2 separate regions of the Mus musculus genome follow, and region 1 is linked to region 2. A link is a contact called in public Hi-C data. All regions are on one chromosome and are shown on one strand. Each heading gives the region's core, a stretch centred on a gene start, on an enhancer-like site or on the middle of the called end of the contact. The rest is flanking DNA. Distances are from core to core; before and after follow the strand shown. Region 1 holds the start of Mnd1 (meiotic nuclear divisions 1). Region 2 has its middle 4.5 kb from the start of Gm30458.

Region 1 (4,605 bases), core at 544-3,043, 90 kb before region 2:
CTAGTTAGCTCTGAAGGTTCCCCATCTTTGACAAGATGATACCTCTCATCTTCTGCAGATGAAACTCTTGCTTTTAAAGTAGTTAACTGTTCAGCTATTCCCTCCCACGGCATACAAGACTCAGAGCTCACAGTCTGAAAGGTTGGGGAAAGATGTTTGTGGCTCATTCATAAGAGTTTGTATTTTAAGTAGCTAGGAATGATTCCAGTTCCTTTAAAGCATGGATTTAAAAGGTATTTGCGAGATGATTATAAAGCAAACTGCTTGCCTTCTAGAGACAAGGTTCCCCGGCTAACCCACCCTGCTGAGCACACAGCACTCAGATTGTTTCTTTCCATAAGCCCACACGCCTCTAGGGACTGACACAGCTCATTTTACTTCTCAGCTGGTCTGTTCACCGTACAACAGAAGCTCTAATTGGTTGACTTTTTGCTCAAGTATTTGACTGACTCTGTGCTTTGACCTCAGTCTTTAAAACACATAAATTATGTGCATAGATGAGCAACCAACCACACTTCACCATCACCTGGGAACTTTCAGTAAAGATTTCAGGTCTAATATAGGTTGACCAAAAAGAAAATGACTAAAATTGCTTGCATTTGTATAGTTGTTACTTGATTGGATAAACTTATTTTTATTGTAATAATAATAATAACATAGGAAGAGGAGGAGGGGGAAGGGAGAGAGAGAGAGAGAGAGAGAGAGAGAGAGAGAGAGAGAGAGAGAGAGAGAGAGAGACTTGCTGTCAGGAAGCCCTGTCCTGAAAACCTAGGATTGAAAAAAAAACTTAAAAAAGTAACTGTGATAAAGAGCAAATTAAGAACTCTAGAAAAGCGTTAATAAAGTGGATGTGATGAAAACTCTGTGTCACATAATTGACAGGAACATCTCTGCTATATGCCTGTTGTCAGGGTATGAGCATGGCAAGCAGGTTTGGATACATACTCACCCCCATCCCCGACTATTGCTCTCCTTTGTAAATGCTTTGGATGATTTTTGCTAATCACGTTTATCCTATCTTATAAAATAAAGGTTTTAGTGAAACTTTGAGAGACAGATTCACTAGTAGTTGCAAGAAATAATTTAGAAAGCTCCCACATACTCTTTATTAAGGTCTGACAGTCAGCAGCACTAGAATATTTACGTTTCATTTGTAATGCAGAACACCTGCACTACTCTGTACACTCTCACCGCTCTGTATCAGAGGACTTTTTAAGGCTAGAGGTTGGTGCTCGCCTTTAATCCCAGCATTTAGGGAGCAGCAGCAAGCAAATCACTGAGTTCGAGGCCAGCTTGGTTTACAGAGAGAGCTCCAGGGCAGCCAAGGCTACACGGAGAAACCTTGTCCCAAAAAAGCCAAATAATAAAATTAAATAAGACAAAAATAAAATAAAATAGAAAAAGAATTTCTTTTCTAAATGTACTCGTTTCTTGCAGCCAAAGCCCCATATTTTTTTTTTTAAGCTAAAAGAACACACTTAAAAGCGAAGACTCAAAAGTTGCCTTTTAAAAAGAAAACTAAAAGCTACATTGAACACTTAAGTAGTAAGCAACTCTGCAACCCCAGAGGCACGGGAAGGGAACAGAAGCCTTCCCTGCTCCAGCTCCCACGCCAGGCCCCAACTTTTCCTTTCTGCCTACAGGCTGCCCAACCCAGACTGGTCCATCTGGTCTCAGTCCGGCCCTGCCCATCTCAGGCTCCTCCCCTACTGGACCTGCCCATTATTTCAGGCCGCGCCCCTCACCGCCCTGCCCATCTTCTCAAGCCCCGCCCAGGCTCGGCTCCTCCCTCGGGTCCCGCAGTCCTACCAGGGCCGCCAGGGGTCGTTGCATCTCCCCTGCACTTCCTCCGGTCCTTCCCACCCCACGCGGTTGTTGGCGCCAGACTCAAACAGGGAGGCCGCCTCGCGCAGCATGGTAAGAGCGAGGCTCCGACGCGCGCACCTCTGGGCTTCGGGGCCGCGGCAGCAGGGGTTGTGCCTGGCCAGGCCTTGTGAGGTTGGCCCCGCGCCCACTGCTGCGCCCGAGCCCTGATGGCGGCCTGCGCCGCCCTGGTTCCGAACCGGAGCGTTCTAGAACCGAATCCAGAAGCCCCGCAAGTTGGACCGATCCGCGGCTCCCGACCGAGAACCCCAGGGCGCACGCGCTGCGGAGTTGGCCACTGAAGTGTTCAGTGCCCTTCGGTTCTCCTGGAATTAGAACCCGGGGCCTTTTACTTGCTTGGCACGGCGCTCCCCTTTTTCAGCTGCACCCCACCACTGTACTTAGTATGCTAACAGGAGCCGCCCAGATCACTCCGCCTTTAGATCATGGCAGTGACACCCCCACCCCACCCCGCACCCCCGCCTTTAAGGGCAGGGTAGGACGCCCCACCCCCCACCCCAGCCTCCCCCACCCCCCACCCCACCCTGCTCTCTGCGGGCCAATCCTGGTTTACTACCAATCGCCGTTGTCTATTCGGACTTAATGACTCTCTGCCCTTTGGATCGTTTTTTTTTTTCAACTACCTTCAAAGTTTTGTGTCATTCTTTCCACTTTTGGCGACAGAGTATCAACGAGTCGCTAGAGTGACCCCAGATTTTAATATCTTAATTTAGTTAATTTTGGTCGTCACACAGGGTGGACAAGGATCAGGTCGTTGGGCATTTATTTGAAAAAAAAAAAATTGCCCAGCTGTAATTATAACTGATAACGGCTTCTTTGTGGTTAAACTAACAGACGGGCCACCTGGGCATGCAATGGCCCAAGGAGCCCAGGACCAGATTCAAAACAACAGTGTTACCAGTGTTTGGTGTTATCATGTTTCTCTTTGTAGAATTTAAGTACCCGACTAAAAGGAACTAGGAATTATTGATGTGCCGGCCTCACCCTCTTATTTAACCCTCTTTATAGGGCAGTTGCCTACTGCCAAAGGGATTTAATGGCTCTTAACTCTTCACGCAGGTATTGCTATTAGTTTTATATATGAGCAGGAAAAAGTTCACTGTTAGTCTGGTCAAAGTTAAACTTTTGACCTCTTTCCGAATGTGAATTACTATTTCGATTTGGCTTGCTTTGGCAGGTAAACAATTACAAACGTAGGCCTGTAATCCCCAGATGGCTTTGCGTCTCCTTCATAATCTGAAGGCATCTGTGTTTTACCACAAGGAAATACCCCTCCCCAGTTTTGAGGACTTTCTTTTCTTTTTCTTTTCTTTTTCTTTTCTTTTTTTTTTTTTTTTTTTTTTTTTGGTTTTTTCGAGACAGGGTTTCTCTGTATAGCTCTGGCTGTCCTGGAACTCACTCTGTAGACCAGGCTGGCTTTGAACTCAGATCCGCCTGCCTCTGCCTCCCTAGTGCTGGGATTAAAGGCGTGTGCCACCACCGCCTGGCGTTCTTTTTCTTTCTTGCTGAAGTCTCTAATGTCAGTATGATGTCCATTTTACATTAGTTGTTTTAAATCTGACCTTGGATGTTTCCAACTGTGATTAGTAAGAACTCCTAAAAGGCACAGGGATAAATCATGCTGGAAGTCATGCTCCAATTCAGCTGCGTTTATATGATGTTTATATTGTGGTAGTAAGAGCGTTCCGAAACTGAGCTCCCCGGGACATTAGAGTCTCCTTGTTGCTTGCCTCTGGGGGATTGTAAAGAACTTTCCAGAAACTGTTTATAATACCAAAATATTAGGATTTGTCACCCCAGATGTGGGCTCTGTTTTCTCCTGATTTAGCCACATGATTAAGTCCTAATGTAGGGAGCTGAGCAAGCCTTGAATGAGTGAAGACCCCAGTGAACCTGTGTTGTTGACATGCATGGCCTCATCAGAGACACCCCCCCCCCCCCAGCTCCAGGCTTAGAGAGGTGGCTATGTTTCCCCCAGAAGAGGAGTGCGAGTTTTGACAGTCTGTGTGGAAAATGTTCACTAGCTTTGCTCCCTTGCGCACGTTTATGGCCTGAAGACCACTCACTCCCCTAGAGAGACTGCTCCTTGGTTACCAAGATTAGTTAAACCTGCCTCTGTGTTCAGATGTATGTAATAACCCTGCCTCCATGTTTATCTGTATGTAAGGCCCCACTGTAAGAAGTACCCTGCCTCTCTGTTCAACTTTACAATGCACGTACTGAGCTGCAGTGCTGCAGGTTTTCCATCCAAGAGCCCAGACCACCCAATCCCAGCTTTCTGCTCTGCTTTTCCTTCATTCCCTCACTGCTCCTGTCAGGCCCAAGTCCCTGGAACCATTTAGGGCAAAGGCACTGTACCCTAAAGAGATTTCCATTTCTTTCACAGAACCCCTGATGTCCTTGGTAATCTAGTGAGAAAAGCAAGTTAAACAGTGGAGGATACTTTTTAAATGTACACACCCAGGTCCGTCACTAGCACTGCAGTGTAGTTTACACAGGGTGCCCGAGGCAGTAGCCTTTCTGAAATTCTTAGGTGAGTATATATATGGTAGCTTGCTCTCACTGGTGAGGGAGGCTTAGCTGAGGAGTCTTGCTGGGTGTGATCTTCATGATTGGCTCAGCTACTGTAAGAGAGCAGTGTGGGAAGGCTTATAGAACCCTCGTGGATTCTAGCTCTGAACCTGAGGTTTAGACCGCAGTTCTTCGGAGCTTCCTGGAGCC
Region 2 (4,514 bases), core at 1,060-3,559:
TCCATATTAAATGGCGTCATGCAATGTTTGTTCTTTGGAACTGGTTAATTTAGCATACAGATCATCTATGCTGTAAGAACATGTCAACGTTTCCATTTTAAGGCAGAACAAGACTGTACTTTTTGAGGGAAATGTGGGGTATACAAATCTCTCTTTTGAAAATTATCCATCTCACACTTGCCCCTCCCTAGACTTTGTGGCATGGCGGGTGGAGAGACTGAAGAAGCTGAGGCGGTGTTTTGCAGACACAACAGGGCAGTGCACGTACCTTCTCACAGTGTTGTGGCAGCATGCACCAGACTGCCCAAACTCAAGCCAGACAAGATTCCAATACAGAGAGGTGAGGTGGGCACAGGTCCCATTCCCACTTGAGGAGCTATTGGCAATTGGAGGCTGCTGGAAGGGAGGGAGGGGGTAGGGAGGGAGGGAAGGGTGAAGGCCTTGGTAGGTTATGCTCCAGTGGATGAGTGCACCCCTGGAGTATGTGGGTTGCATACATTGGAGTTGATGAGGTTTTTTTTGTTTTTTGTTTTTAAAGGAGGATACAAGGAGGTTGGGTAGGTAGGGCTGGGTGGGGGAGAATCTGAGAGGAGTTGGAAGAATGAATAGGATTCAAATATATTGTATGAAATTGTCAAAGAATTAATTAAAAGTTTATGTCTCTGTGTGCTGGTTCGTACCTTATCAAAGCTCTCAGGTGATTTCTGTGAGTTCAAGGTCAACCCGATCAATAGTGTGAGACTCTATCTTAAAAAAAAAAAGTATTTTTAAAACTCAAAACCTATGTATTTGTGTTGTGTTTTAAGTTGTTGGATCAGTGAACAGGTATATTTGAATTCATGAACTTGCAGAGGAGGTTGGAGGCAGCCTCCAGGTTATGGTCACACCGGGCCCTCTTTACGCTCTCCCTTGGGCCGTTTTCCTGGTTTTCATTTTTGTTTTATTGTTGTTTGAGATGAAACTTCAAGGTATTGCCCAAGCTAGTTCTGGGCTCCCTGAGCTCAGCCATCTCTCTGCCTGGGTCAGTCTCCTGAGTGCCTGGGACTGTCCCGGCTAGGGAGGAGTTCTTTAATCTCAGTGACAAGACGCTAAGTCCAGATGCTTTGGCTGGTAAGTGAGGAGGGATACCTTTGTTTTACCTGCCCAACAATATGGTTGTTTTCCCCCAGCCTTGAATGAAATTCTGTGTGGAGGTCGCCAAGAGATAGTCACTGATTACCAGTTTGTGTCTGTGGCTCTGCCCCTCACTTTCAGTCTGAAACCTGTCTAGGGCTCAGAGTGCCACTGGGTTGTGGAATGGCTGCTTAGCACACACAAGGGCTTGGGCTCTATCCCCAACACTCTGTCCTGAGGGAGGAAACCCAAGTCCTACAGTCTCCTTTTCTCCTCTTAGTAGACCTTTGCTTTTTAGGGAAACCAAGAATAGTACCAGAGATTTACAAAAGTAGGGGGATTTTATATTTTAGGTGCTTTGAAATACGTTTTCTACAAATGTCATTACTTAACATTTGGTAATGGGCTAGCTGTTGCTTGTCTTTCATGATGTATATATGTATCTGTGTCTGTCTGTCTGTCTCTCTTGTGTGTGCCTGTGTGTGCAACTTTTTGTAATCCTAGCAACTTTGAAGGCTGAGGCCTGTGGCTTGTGAGTTTAAGGTCAGTCTGGGTTACATAACACCGTGCCTCAAAAAAAAAAAAATACTATGGGATGTCAGACATGGCTCAGGTAAGATTGAGTACTGTTCTCGTAAGAGGACTTGAGTTGGGTTCACAGCGCCCACATAGAGTGTCTCACAATCAGCTGTGACTCCAGCTCCAGCACCCTCTTCTGTGGGCAAATGCATTCATACACACACACACATGCATGTACACGTTTAGTGTATATATAAGGTATGTATACATAATATGTACAAATATGTATCTGAAAGTATAGTAGAACATATACTTAACATAGGATAGGTTCGATCTTAGGGCTTCAGTATAGAGACAATATAAAAATATTTACCATTTGCAGGTAGACTGTTGGTGGTTAAAGGACATTTTTTGTTGCTGTTATTTCAAAATATCTTAATGTTCATTGAGATTACTTTCTATTTTCTACTTTTTATATGTCTTATTCAAAGGATGATGCTTAGGAGCCCTTTAGTCAACAACCTCACTTTGATATTGACAGTGAGCAATCCAGACCTGTGTGTGTGTGTGTGTGTGTGTGTGTGTGTGTTTGTGTTACCAGTTCTCTGCTCCTCTCTGGTCTCTTACCATCTTGGGACCGTGGTTAGGTTGATCCTGCACTTTGTTCTGCTAAGTGATTTCCGTTCTGCTGTGAAGAGATGCCTTTGCCCACACAGTTGCTGTGGGGGTTCTCACGGGTTTTCTGTCAACCCACCCCAAGTTATTTATATCACTTGAGCTTTGAAATCTGGTAGTTGCGTCTGTAAACTACTTAAAACAAAACTCACCCAGGGTTTCCCAGAAGAGGCTCTGGATTAGAGACACCAGTGTGAGAAGAACATAGGTTCTGGTGTGGCCCCTGGCTTCACTTCTACCCTCTGAGTTTTATCATCTATCTCTCTGCCACCTTAGCTTTATCTGGTCTCATCTTAAAAATCAGTCCAGATGAAGTCAAACTGGTTCTTCATGGTTCAGACAGTATGTCCCAATGGTTAAGGGAGGGAGGGCGGTTCTGTTAAGCTACATTTATCAGAGCAAATTCAATTTTACATTCCTGAGTGATTGTTGCTGGTTTGCCTGTTTGTTCAGAAATGTCCAAAATATGCATGAAAACTAAACGGAAACAAGGTCATTCAAGCATCTCAAGAGTACCATTCAAGTATCAAGGCCACCATCAGGACCACCTTACTACTTACTGATGCTCAGGCCCTCTCTCAGGAGTAAGGCCAACATCAGGACCATCTTACAGGTTACTGATGCTCATGCGCTCTCCCTACATGACCCCTGTACAGAGGGGTCCTTACAGCTCACTGGTAGGGCATTTCCCGACATAAGCAAAGCCAGCCCTAGTTTCCATCCCCAGCACCAGAAAAATAATTTACAAAAAGGCAAGAGGAAGGGAAGGAAGCAAAAGAGCAATGAATTCTATTTGAAGGACACATAGAAGAGAGAGTAGTGAACTCTGCCTAGGTCAATACAGACGAGTGAACAGGCAAATCTGCCTTAGAAGAATATTGACTTCTTCTGAGAGCTGCAGAAGACTTTACCAGGTAAGGTATCAGGCCTCTGGCACTCACCACTTGTGCAATTATTGAAGTCTATGCTTATCTAGCTTCACCACTGTGCTGTTCTTGGTGAGATAGATAGATAGATAGATAGATAGATAGATAGATAGATAGATAGATAGATAGATAGATAGATAAAGATATAGTTTAGGGAAGCTTAATGAAGCACATAACTATGTTTATATTAATCGTGACTGTTTTGTATTGTGAATATCAGAAAGAAATGGGCAAGTTACTGCATGTAGACAGATCAGCACAGCAAGAACATGGAATTGGAAGGTTTAGTGGATTTTCAGGGAAGACAGTTCATTCCTGGTGTTTGAGGTCACTGCAGAGAGTGCTAGGAATAGCACAGTGCTCTAGAATTGTGGTCTAGAGTTGGTGTAGAAAGCCTTAGAGGCTCTGCTGCAACTTAAAACAGCGAAGATCAATCTGTATTTTAGAGGGATGTATGGTACCAGCGTCAGCAGACTGCAAAAAGGGAATTTGGAGGTTCCCATTAGCTATTCTGTGAGTGGAAAGAGGAAGGCCAGTTACTAAAGAGAAAACTCAGTCTTGTTATTAAGATTAAGAGAATGGAAAGAGTTTAAAGTCACTAGGTTTCTACTGTGGGCTTGAACATTGTACAAGAAGCCAAAATAGGAGAAATAAGAAGGGAATCAGGTTGTGGGAAGGAGGGGTTATTGAAACAATTCCGAGTATTCTGAGTTTGAGGAGCCTGTCTTTCCCAGGGAGAGCCATTGTGTTAGCTGTAAAATCAAGCCCAGGAAAGAATCTGGGGTCAGAAAAAGAGTTTGAGGTGAGATCCTCATTTGATCAGCTAAGAGACAGAGAGATGATGATATATCAGAGAAGAGAAACAAGGATGGAAATTGAGGTTCTGTAGTGGTTTGGATGAGAATTGTTCCCTCAGGCTTGGATGTTTGAATGCTTGGTCCCCAGCTTGTGAAACTATTTGGGAAGGCTTTGGAGGCGTGGCCTTGTTGGAGGAGGTGTGTCACTGAGGATGGGTGTTGTTGAGGTTTCTGAAGTCCATGCCAGGCCCAGTCTCTGACTCTGTCTCTCTCTACCTACAAAGTGTGTATCAGATGTAAGCTCTCAGCTACTGCTCCATCACCATGCTGGCTTGCTTGCTGCTGGGCTCCTGCTGTGACGGTCATGAACTCACCCTCTGAGCTGAAAGCACATCCCAGTTTAAAGGCTTCCTTTATAAGTTGCCCTTTCAATGCCTTTTTCTCTCTTAGAAAAATTATCTAAACCCAGCAGGCCCTTGCAAGT

The links. A called contact is a pair of places that touch in the nucleus more often than the background predicts.
Region 1: a Hi-C map of Th1 cells shows a contact between it and region 2, with 2.7 times the contacts expected there. The contact joins the promoter of Mnd1 here to the enhancer-like site in region 2. A contact is called at or near these places in 12 of 39 promoter capture datasets (the 3T3-L1 cell line, 3T3-L1-derived adipocytes, the C10 cell line and 7 more), 2 of 15 datasets of contacts at CTCF or cohesin (CD8 T cells and large pre-B cells), 4 of 484 Hi-C or Micro-C datasets (CD8 T cells, Th1 cells, epidermal suprabasal cells and 1 more), 3 of 115 datasets of contacts at active chromatin or transcription factors (CD8 T cells, bone marrow-derived macrophages and memory CD8 T cells) and 3 of 9 other capture datasets (adipose tissue, liver and pancreatic islet).

Annotation. Positions count from the first base shown.
Region 1 is chr3:84,152,974-84,157,578 of GRCm38.p6, reverse strand. It overlaps Mnd1 (meiotic nuclear divisions 1), which reads left to right and starts at 1,793. Exons shown (of 8, transcript NM_029797.3): 1 at 1,793-1,917. The coding sequence starts at 1,915.
Region 2 is chr3:84,063,871-84,068,384 of GRCm38.p6, reverse strand. No RefSeq gene overlaps it. Among named protein-coding and RNA genes, the nearest start is that of Gm30458, 4.5 kb to the right of the region's middle. Within about 2 kb of position 2,309, at least 34 of the 459 cell types and tissues checked have an H3K27ac peak or open chromatin away from gene starts, as enhancers often do. A contact at or near this core is called in CD8 T cells, Th1 cells, memory CD8 T cells and 1 more, where this site is marked.